2 separate regions of the Triticum aestivum genome follow, and region 1 is linked to region 2. A link is a contact called in public Hi-C data. All regions are on one chromosome and are shown on one strand. Each heading gives the region's core, a stretch centred on a gene start, on an enhancer-like site or on the middle of the called end of the contact. The rest is flanking DNA. Distances are from core to core; before and after follow the strand shown.

Evidence for each region. Hi-C and Micro-C count contacts between places; a contact is called where the count stands out from the background.
Region 1: a contact with region 2 is called in a Hi-C map of leaf, with 4 times the contacts expected there. The contact joins the promoter of LOC123091348 here to the promoter of LOC123091341 in region 2. A contact is called at or near these places in 2 of 5 Hi-C or Micro-C datasets (both in leaf).

Annotation. Positions count from the first base shown.
Region 1 is chr4B:112,128,234-112,133,866 of IWGSC CS RefSeq v2.1, forward strand. LOC123091348 reads left to right here and starts at 1,723. Exons shown (of 1, transcript XM_044512839.1): 1 at 1,723-2,976. The coding sequence starts at 1,789. The coding sequence ends at 2,715. It overlaps LOC123091346 (MEIOTIC F-BOX protein MOF), which reads right to left. Exons shown (of 5, transcript XM_044512837.1): 2 at 5,035-5,633; 3 at 4,367-4,522; 4 at 4,085-4,280; 5 at 3,441-3,997. The coding sequence ends at 3,633.
Region 2 is chr4B:111,430,274-111,435,729 of IWGSC CS RefSeq v2.1, forward strand. LOC123091341 (uridine kinase-like protein 3) reads left to right here and starts at 2,749. Exons shown (of 16, transcript XM_044512829.1): 1 at 2,749-3,054; 2 at 3,775-3,959; 3 at 4,084-4,175; 4 at 4,412-4,481; 5 at 4,581-4,696; 6 at 5,066-5,162. The coding sequence starts at 3,797.

The DNA.
Region 1 (5,633 bases), core at 473-2,972, 700 kb after region 2:
GGACTCCTATAGCTACGCCAACGATCGTAAAGGCAAAGGCCCGGCGAGGAAGTGGTGGTCCCGCCCCCTCCCGCTCCTCATATGTTTACATCGTTTTTAGTTGTAGAAGTTTAAGAACTTGTCAGGTGACGAACTATGATCTTTTGGATGTTGCAAAGTTTGCTAATGTTTGTTTGCAGTTGATTTTGTGTTCGTTTGCAGCCAATTTTTTTTGTCCAGAAAGGCTTTGTTGTTGTTGTTGTTGTTGTTGTTGTTGTTGTTTAATCACGTAGAGTAGCTCAACATTGTATGTGGAGTATGCATATAAGGTGTCGGATATAAGATAGGCGGATGCAGAGTGAAAGATATGAGGCATGCCCAGTCAGAAACCATGACAAATATGAGACGAGCTCGACCATGTCCGTGGATGTTTAAGAAGCCGGATTTGTCCATCGCCACGGTAGATGCTCTTATACAGCCGACTCGAGCCGGACTTCTTTTTCCCCTGTAGATTTACAAAATGTAATATAGAGAAACTAGATTTATACATGGAAGGCGCTGGAGCCTGGAGGTGCTCACGCGGTCACGCCCGTCACGCGCCTTAGATTTCCCCAACACTGGGACAAATCCAATGCTGCTTCGCTCCTAACCGCTCGAGTGAGGCGATAGGGAAGGTGAACACAACTGTCTCCTTTGTTCCTTTGGGCAACGCCGCTCGTCCCTGCCTCCTCTGTTGCCTGCTCCGACGACCGGAGGGGTGGGGACCCCAGGGTTTTGGTCCGACCGTAGATAGGATAGGCTTCGTGTGTGGGGCGGCATCACTTTTAACGGTGACAGCAACGTCGGTTCAAAGAATAATGCCTCGGCTTCAGTCTCGTTTCGAAGGCATCCATGGCGGCGTCGAGGAGCCTATGGGCTCAGTCTTCTGTAGACCCTTTCGGTCTGCTGGTTTAGATTTCGAGCCGGTGGCCGTTGTCCAGGCGATGTCACTGGTAGGCGAGAGATAATGATGGTTTCAGATCTAGGCTTGAGGATTGATGGTGGTGAATTTGTCGTTCGGCCTTGACGACGTCAACGGCTGATGATGGCTTTGAGACTTGAGGAGGATGGGGATGATTCCCTGTCAACGCACCACAGCGACAAATGTCTTAGGCCAACTCCATCGCGTGACCCAAATTTACCTCAAATCGTCCGTTTATGTCCGTTTGGCGTAAAACGGATAAACCGAAGGACCCAATGCATGAGAGCATATGGACGTTTCGTCCGGTCTGTATCCATTTTTACCCCATTTTCAGACCAAAATTGCTCTCGGTTTGGGGCCAAAGCGGACAGAAAGCGGACGTCTTCGCGTCCTCGTCGTCCGTCTGTGTCCGCCTCGCCCCCACATGTCACTCTTTTCTTTTTTTACCTGGTCCACCACGTGCACCCACCACGGACAAAATCCGGACAAAATATGAGGTAGCAGCGGTGGGTGCAGCGAGTTTGTCCGGTCTCTGTCTGACGTTTGTTCTCTCTATTTTTACTCCATCCGAACAAAATGGGGTAAGATTTAGGGTCATGCGGTGGAGTTGACCTTACCGACAGCAGGTTTCTTCATCGACTCACAACGCCATTCAGGGCTATGTGCTTGTATTCACCTTATTTGTGATTAATGACACATGCGGTTAACTTAAAAAAAGAAAAAACTGGGACGGGTCTCGGGACGAGGAGACACAACAGAAGAAGCGCGTCCCCCAATAAACAAGCAGCACGCCCGCGGCCCGCCCATCCCGCTCCTCCCACACAACATAAGCCGCGGACTCCCCTCCCATGGCCCTCAAGAAAGCAAGAAAAGTGGTAGCATCCAAGAAACCAACATCCGCCGCCATGGGCGTGGCGGAGACGCCCGATCCGCTCGGGCGCGGCGGCGCGCACAACCTCAACCCGCCGCGGCTGCCCCCCGGCGTCTACTTCAGCCCGACGCGGGAGGAGAGCGTGGCGCTCCTCGACCGCTGGATCGCCGGCGGCGGCAAGGAGGTGCCCGCCGACGCGCGGGGGTTCGTCTCCCACGCCGACATCTACGGCGACAGCCCCGACGCGCTGCGGCGGCTGCACCCGCCGGGCAGCGCCCGCGCGGGCCAGCACACCTGGTGGTTCCTCTGCGAGACCAGGTTCCAGAGCCCCGGCGCGGCGGCCAAGCGCGCCGGCCGCAAAGTCGACACCGGCGGGTACTGGCGGGTGGAGCGGAGCGAGGCCGAGGGGGGCGCGGTCAAGAGCTACTTCGGCTTCTTCCTCGGCCCGTCCAGGAAGGAGAAGACGCCGTGGCTGACGCAGGAATTCACCAGCGCCACGGACGGCGGCGCCGGCAAGAAGGGCGTGCCCGCGCTCTACATGCTCTACGTCTCCCCGCGCGCCACCGACGACGAGCTGAGGGGGATCTACGGGGAGGACGGCGTCACGGTGGGGCCCGACGGGAACAAGAAGCCTGTCCGGGCCGCCGTCCCGGCAGGCTGTTTCGACGCCGTCGTGGCGCTGCTGCCGCCGGGGAGCGTCCGTGGTCTCAGGCAAGAGCGCGTTGAGGTGTCGCAGGCGCCGCCCCCGCCGCAGCCGGCGTGTCTTCTTCGTCACGACGGCCAGCAGGGGCAGAACTCCACGGGGGCCGCATCGTCGGCGGACCTTCTTGGTCAGTACCAGCAGCGGCCGGCGGCCGTTCTTGGTCAGTGCCAGCAGCAGCCGGCGAAGACGGTCAAAGGGTAACCGGAGTGGGAATCTTTGGAGGATCTGAGTTCGCCTACCTCAACAAGGATAGTTAATTGATCTGCTAGAAACAAACGATTTCTTGGTTGATTTTGGGGATTAATTTGTACATATGGGTTCTTGCAGTTTGCTTATAACTGGAGTGGTATGCATATATGGTAGGAGTAGTTCTCTGTCTACTCTGTTTGAACGTTGATTATCTATCATGTGCTTTTCGAGATTTTTTGTGTTTGACGAAAAGAAATGTTGATTATGTGCCCAGTTTTCAGATTCCTGCACTAGTTATTCTTGAAAGTTTTAACATTATGCTTCCAGGAAGACAAGTGTAGATTGTGTCATACTCCTAGAGACCATCTATGGTACTACAGTATGTGCCATGGCAAGAGACTGTTTCCAATATAATCTGGTCTGATGCTCCAACGAAGACACTTGTTTGAAGCATCAACATTTATGCCCTAGGAGAATCTGACATGAAACATTAAGTTTTGCCCCTTGGCGGTTGTGTTTTCATGCCGAAGAACAATAGACGATATCAAGGACAGAGCTTCAGCTTGAAAATACATTGTGCAACAGTTAATATCATCACATTAATAATCAAAACAACACCCTCACACTGAAAATCATAACAACACCTTCCGTCCCATAATATAAGAGCGTTTTTGACACTACACTATTATGGGACGGAGGGAGTATATATAGATAAAAGTGCATATCACACAAATATGTAAGAAAACATATGCTATGTATGACACAGCATATCCCATCGCCCATAGCATAATCCCATTCACCAAAGGTCATCCAACATGCAACGTTTTCTCCAACTTCCAACAGCTAAGTGCCTAACAGATAAACTGACATATGCATATAGCTGACATGTAGTGACAATGGATGATCAAAGTCTCTGCAAATGCGCCAAGTCACTCAAGACACTCTGTGTGAGCTGAGCCTGCAGCACAAGGAGCAGCTGGTGGAGTCTTCCGAGCTGAATATTCCTGGAGCTGGGCTAAGATCCGAGTCAAGAGGTGCCTCTGCTGCTGCTGCCCAGCTATGATCTGCTGCTGCTCAACTTGGATCTCCTCCTGATGCACTATGACCTGCTGCTGTTCAACTTGGATCTGCCCCAGAAGCGCTAGGATCTGCTGTTGCTCAACTTCGATCTGCTCCTGCCTGACTACAATCTGCTCAGCCATGCTCCTCAACTGAGCATTCTGCGAGGGCAACACACGCGGAGTTCGCGCTTGAGAAGGTCCAGCTCTGGGTTCCTCAGGAAAATCCTTGGGCTCTGTAAGCTCAACATGATCGTTCTAGTTACTAATCAACAGATGTGCAATTGGGGCCTAGATGGTACGAGCGTCAAGAACCTACTAACCTTCAGAAGATCCAATACTCTGCTGGATATTGATTTGCTCAACATGTATGCTATAGGTACTCAAGAACGTTAAAATTCTGTGAACCCTCTCATCAATCTTCTCACACTTGATTTCAAGTACCTTAAGCTTGTTAGATGCGAACGGTTGTCCCGTCAGATTGTAGCTTCCTTCAGTCCCCATCCGACTGCTGGGTGCCTGTAAGTGTATGGAGCAAAAATACTACATTAAATCATGCATGATAACTTAAATGAGAACATATATCAGATTTACGAAGCATATACCTGACAAAGCTGGATGGTAAGCTTTTCGAGAACAGGTGTATGTTGGAGAAAGCACATGAGTGCACCAAGATTGGCCTTCATACACCAATCATTGAGTAACAAGGTTTTTAACTTGCTAAAGGTTGGGCACCACATCAAATCTCTTTTGAGGATAAACTACAGAAAATGCAAATAGGTAAGAATATCTCAAGATTTTTTTTTTAAGTACAAGGTGTGATGCTACTGAAGTAAATGAAGCTCCCACAAGTATTGAAAAGCAAAATCTGGTTTGGCCAAAGGGAAAAAAGAGGCTTGTAACCAAAGCGAAAAAAGAGGCTTGTAACTCATATCAGATTTTATAAGTTCACTTTGACCCCCCTGCATAACATATAAAAATGAACATAATATTTCTCAAATGCGAATATGTATAATTGGCCATATAAAAACAGATTTGACAGATTTATTCCAATACAAACATTAAACCTGTGCTTGCAGTTTCAGAAGTAATACAATACAAAATATGAATACAGTCACGGGAAATTAAATCCATATAATGTACAGGTGCAAGCAAACCACTTGCATAGCTGCTACTTCATAAATGTCAAATGATGATATAATGTAAGAGGCATAATGTATCACAGTTCACAAATAACAATATAAGCTGAGAAAAGAAGTAGATGCAAACATACCACACAAGGTTCAGCTATCAACGCCAAGCTTTTAGCCTCTGACAAACCATTGAGAAGCACACAATCTCCACTGTCACCATCAATGGAACTACAATTTTCACAGGTATCATCGGCACACGAACCACCAGCTTCTTTACCACAACAATCATCACAGTCGGCAAGCTTAATAGATCCTGTCACTAATGATGGCATGCTTTCAAGCAAAGGAGTCCTCCCCCAACACTCAATTAATTCCATTGTAACTAGACTTGGGACAGATATCCGAGTCCGTTCATTTGGATAAAATATGCAGTCAAGGATGGTGAGGCGTTTTAGGGACTGGGACATGATCATATCAGCTTGGACGTAGCAACCCCTCATCCATAGCTCTTCCAGCGCTGGGCAGCTCGAAAAATTCAGAATGCTATCATTTAACACTACGTTGCAAAGCTCCAACCTCGTCAGGCGCGGAGAGACGAGAGGCAGGTCCTCCAGCAGCTCAAAGCTATTGTTATCACGGCCTAGATGAACACTGAGGACTCGAGCTTGGCACAAGAGAGCATGTCGGGTCCATAAGTTGACCTGCGGTTCATCCTGGCTATGGAAAGTAGTGAGCTCTA
Region 2 (5,456 bases), core at 1,499-3,998:
GGTACTTATCGGGTCACCGAAAGGGGTTCCGGGCACCCCCGGCAAAAGATATGGGCCTTATGGGCAAAGAAGGGAAATGCACCAGCCACAAAAAGGGCTGGTGCGCCCCCCATATGGGTTGGCCAAATTGGAGAAGGAAAGGGGAAGGAGGAAAGGAAAAAGGAAAAGGATTCCCCCTTCCCCCTCTTCCTTCTTACTCTGAATAGGAATAGGAGAGGGGGGTTTGCTGAATTAAGAGAGGACCCCCCCAGTAGGATTCCTCCTACTTGGGGCGCCCCCTAGGATGCATATCCTCCCCTCCAACCTATATGTATATATATGTGGGGAGGGGGCCACCTACAACACACAACATCAATTGTTAGTCGTGTGCGGCGCCCCCCTCCATAGTTTACACCCACGGTCATATTCTCGTGGTGCTTAGGCGAAGCCCTGCGCGGATCACATCACCATCACCATCACCACGCCGTTGTGCTGATGGAACTCGTCTACTTCCTCGACACCTTGCTGGATCAAGAGGGCGAGGGACGTCATCGAGCTGAACGTGTGCAGAACTCGGAGGTGTCGTGCGTTCGGTACTTGATCAGTCGGAGCTAGAAGAAGTTCGACTACATCAACCACGTTGTCAAATGCTTCCGCTTTTCGTCTACGAGGGTATGTAGACACACCTCTCCATCTCATTGTTATGCATCTCCTATATAGATCTTGTGTGAGCGTAAGAATTTTTTTGAAATTGCATGATACGTTCCCCAACACCTTCACCGCGCCCGCACCAAATCCCCTTCCTCGACGATGATGCCACTCGCGACCCTTTCTCTCCCTTTACCAAGCGATGTGATCAAGGCATCTTCGAATGCAAAAAATGATGGACAGAAGGGCTTAACTACAAAATAGCCAACGGCCCACGGCTTTTTACTCCACCTCAGCGCGTGTATCCGTCAAAAGCGTCGAGGGCAAAATACGTATGAAATACGAATGGAAAACGTAGCCAGTGACCAAATGAACCCGTTAAATCAAGTACAAGTTCGATGGCATGTCCGGGGTGTTGCCCTGGTCTGTTTCGTTCAACAGTAATGATTTCGTCTTTGGCAAGCCATCTTGGAGGTCTGTAAAGCTGTATATCAGCGATGCAGCCGCGTCGAGCTCGGGTGAGAAGGTGATCCGTCATTTTTTCTTTCGGTGGCTGCTATGGTGATGTCGGAGGCATGTGACGGGCTCAGAGACGTTATGTTCTTTTTTTAGTTTTGTCATGTCGGTCTTTATGTAACTTGTACTTTAATCTTTATAATATGAATCAGACACATATTACCATGAAAAAGAAATCAAGTACAATTATTATAATGAGTCAATCTTTGAATACAAGAGTAAATTGCAAAAAACCACCACAATTAGGGACCCCAGTTCAGCAAACCACCACCATTCGTTTTTTTTCAAAAACCCGCCACCATTGTGCTGACAGTTTTCAAAAATCACTGATCGGTTACTAAACACATGTTAACAACGTTTTTGACAGACGGGGCCCACTATGAGTGATGACGTGGCACCGAAATCTCATGGTGTTTGGTTTGTACAATAAGCTGCACAAGGGACCCACACGCCAGCCTCTACACTTCTTTCTTCTCCACCAACGCTGGCAGCCAAAAAAAAGAATAGCACGTCCGCATCTGACCGGCGCACCACCGGATTCAGCCACCGGCCGGTTCGGGAGTCTCCGCCTCTGCGATCTTCCTCCACCTCCTCCCTCTATGCTTGAGCACGCGAGCAGCAGTAGCCATGGCCAGGCACGGGGGCGCGAGCAGCCACGCAAGAGCGCGAGCAGTTGCAGCGGCCATGGCCACACACGGGGGCGCGAGCAGCAGCACCGGCCGCGGCCGGGCGCGTGAGTAGCAGCACCGGCCACACAAGGGGACACGAGCAACAGCACCGGCCGTGCCCGGGCACGCGAGCTACCGCCTGCTCCAGAGCACGGGCGTGTCGCAGTTGTGGCCGGGTCGCGAGCTCCGCCCCTCGCTCCGACCACCCCGTGGGCGCGCTGGTCCGGCGCCGCCTCTCTACCCACGGTCACACCGCGTCGCACTTGGTCGCCCACGGACCATTCCTGCACCACGGCCGCCGGTGTTGTGCTCCTACCATTGGCGAGCTGGGCGGCCGACGGCATGCCTGCTAGGTGTTCGATTAAATTACTTCAGAGTTTCTAACGTCCGTCTCCTCACTCTGTTTGCCCATGCCACGTCGACTTGACAATGGGACCTACTCGTCAGATTCGGCGTCAAACAACTTTAATCGACCGATCAGTGTTTTTTGAAAACTGTCAATACAATGGTGGCGGGTTTTTGAATTTTTTTCGAATGGTGGTGGTTTTCTGAATTAGGGTCCCCAATTGTGATGGTTTTTACAAATTACTCTTGAATACAATGATCAAAGTGACCATGAGGAACAAGTTTAGTGACCCAGAGTGCATTTTACTCTTCCCAGAAACAATATATTGGACTTCATCATCCCTTGTCACAGCCCCATTGCTCCACGCAGTTCCAGTTCGAACTTGCAGAAGAAGTTTTGTCGTGTGAGCTTGATTTTTGTGTTGCTGAAGAGCGGACGCGCTCAGCCGTTAGCTGCCCTGATCAGACGGACGAGAGGTGTTAGGGCCAACACACATCCCATTTTCCCGTATTTGTTTTTCCACCAAACACATACCCCGTATTTCCCCGTGAAATATCTCACGTATATCATGGAATCTCTTCTCGATAGGTTATTAAAAACACGCAGCAGAATCTAAGTTCCCCTCGTCATCACTGTTCTTCTCCCTGCGCCAGCCAAATACCCCTCCTCCTCCTCCTCTCTGATCTCCCCCCAAATCCCGCCGCGAAGACGCCTGTTCTTTTCGGTCTTCCCGATTCCCGCCGGCGGCGGCGCGAGCCCAGGCCTCCTTCCACCGTCGGAGTCTTCCCTCGTCGAGCGGCGCCGCGCCCCCGCCCCCGCCCCACACTCGACTGGCGCCGCACTGACGTGGCGCGGAGATCCATCTGGGCGGGCTTGCATTGATTTGTTCTCCTGTGGGTATGTAGCTCTGGATTGCTTCCAGGTTTGTTCCACGAGTTCGTCTCGATCTCCGGGATCTTTTCGTCCCTGGCGCCGCGTGCAGTAGAGTCCAAACGTTACCTCCCCTCGTTCATTTCGTTGCGGATTTGTGCGCTGGCGTGGTCCCCTAGCAATCTAATCCGTCCGTTCATGGCACCTTATAGTGATCTAATTAATCGTTGGCAGATCTGTCATTGCGGTATGTGCCCTCGGCGGTAGGTGTGGGCGTAGCGGCGTTTGAATTATTTTTTAATCTGGAAAATTGCGTTTGATCTCTGTGCCTATCTTGCTATGAATCAGTTAGTTCCTCTGCACATGATTGTGTGAATAAGCTGGCTGAATTGTTCTGGTGGTACTAGATTGGTTGAAACTCTTGTCTTGCGACTTTTGCTTTTGATTAAATCAGTACGCCTTCCATCTCTACAAATCCTCCTATTTATGTTTTTCACGGCGATTCCATTTTTGTTGCGGTAGCCGGCCTGGTAAAATATTGGGGATTTAGATCTTCCAGCAACATTTTGGCTTGTTCGAAGCAAAACATCCGTCCCTGGTTAAACAAGTCCATTGTAGTGTGAAGCCCCCATCACATATGACCGCCTTGTTGTCTTATGATTTGTGAACACATGTCTGTTGCTGTTTCTAGTTGTCATCTTCTGCAGATTTGGATGACCTCCATGTTTGACATCCCGGTGACTGTAGGTTTGTTGAACAGTAATACTATATGGGATCATACTCGACAAGCGAAGTGCTTAATGCTGCCGCGGTTGGGGTCCATCATCCAGCACTCCGTTTGCACGAGCTGGACCTGAAAGGTTCCATGTCGGTGGAGGAACTACCAACGACGTCAGGCCTGGAGAATGGACACCAAGCACCATTTGTTATTGGTTAGTAGTCTATGGGTTCTGTTCTCTCTATTTGCTGTCGGAAATTCAGTAAACTGTAGTTGCTTACATAGTACAGCCTTTCTACCCCCAAATGTGCCTCACCATAATTTTGTTTGCGTTGAAGGTGTTGCTGGAGGTGCGTCTTCAGGTAAAAGTACTGTTTGCAAAATGATCATCGATCAGCTATGCGATCAGCGTGTAGTTGTTGTTACTCAGGTTTGTGTACTACAACTCTGACTGCGCTTCTTGTGATATTAGGACTATCCTTTTTTTTCTTATAACAAAGTCACTAATAGTTCATTGTTTTTGGTTTATAAATGTGTAGTGTCATCAATTATGCATTCAAGTTTTTATTTATCCACTTTCCCTTGCTAGATATTTCATTCTCATCAAACATGAACCATTTTCTCATCATACGCAAGCAATAAGAATGTTGATCTCAAATGTTGCAGGAGTCATTTTATTACGGACTGTCTGATGAGGAAATGATTCATGTTCATGATTATAACTTTGATCATCCAGGTATAGCACATATTTCATGAGAACGTAATGTCTTTTTGCGCCATTCGCAGGAAATGTGCTCTGACTTTATTACTGCTGCTGCTCCTTTCCTAATTTCAGATGCATTTGATACGGACTTACTACTCTCTTGTATGGAAAAATTGAAACATGGTAAAGCTGTTGACATTCCAAGCTACGACTTCAAAACACATAAGAGTGTCTCATGTGCAAGAAAGGTAATTCTATACATATGGTGCTATTCATGCTCACCTGGTAGGCTGAGGATCTCCTAGTCCTGTGCTTTATGAGACTTTGAACTATGAAATTAGGTTTCTAATCAATATTTGCAGATTGTACTGAAATTTTGTAGTCTCTCCAGAATAATTTCCTCCCAAACTATTATGTAAAATATATAGTGTAGTAAGTGTTAGCTCACACACTCTGCAAGCACCTTATTGCATAACATAGAGTTCATCTTGAAATGTTCTCTCCAAGAAGTTAATTTATTGCCGAGTACTTATAAATATCGTACGCCACTTATTCATATCTGTACGACTGTACCACTTTATTTATGAGAGCATCCCTAATTTTGTGACTGCTGTCAGGTTAATCCTTCAGATGTTATAATTTTGGAAGGAATTCTACTTTTCCATGATTCACGTGTCCGGGATCTAATGAACATGAAGATCTTCGTTGATACAGGTACTGATATTTGCATACTAAGCTGATGATATCTTGCTCTTTCAGCCTCTTTTATGCCTTGCAACCCCCAACTGTGGCTTATGGCCAGGACATTTAGTTTCACATTCATGTTTTTAGATGTGGAGTGTCAATATCTCATAATATTTAATGGCACACATGTGTTCCTTCTGTTCCATTCAATTTGGAAATATACTATAGATGACCATTAATTTCTTGTCAGTTTACAGTAAATTTGAGTAGCTTCTTGTTTATTTTCATATACAACGTACTTAAGGTTTTGCAATATTTGGTGTA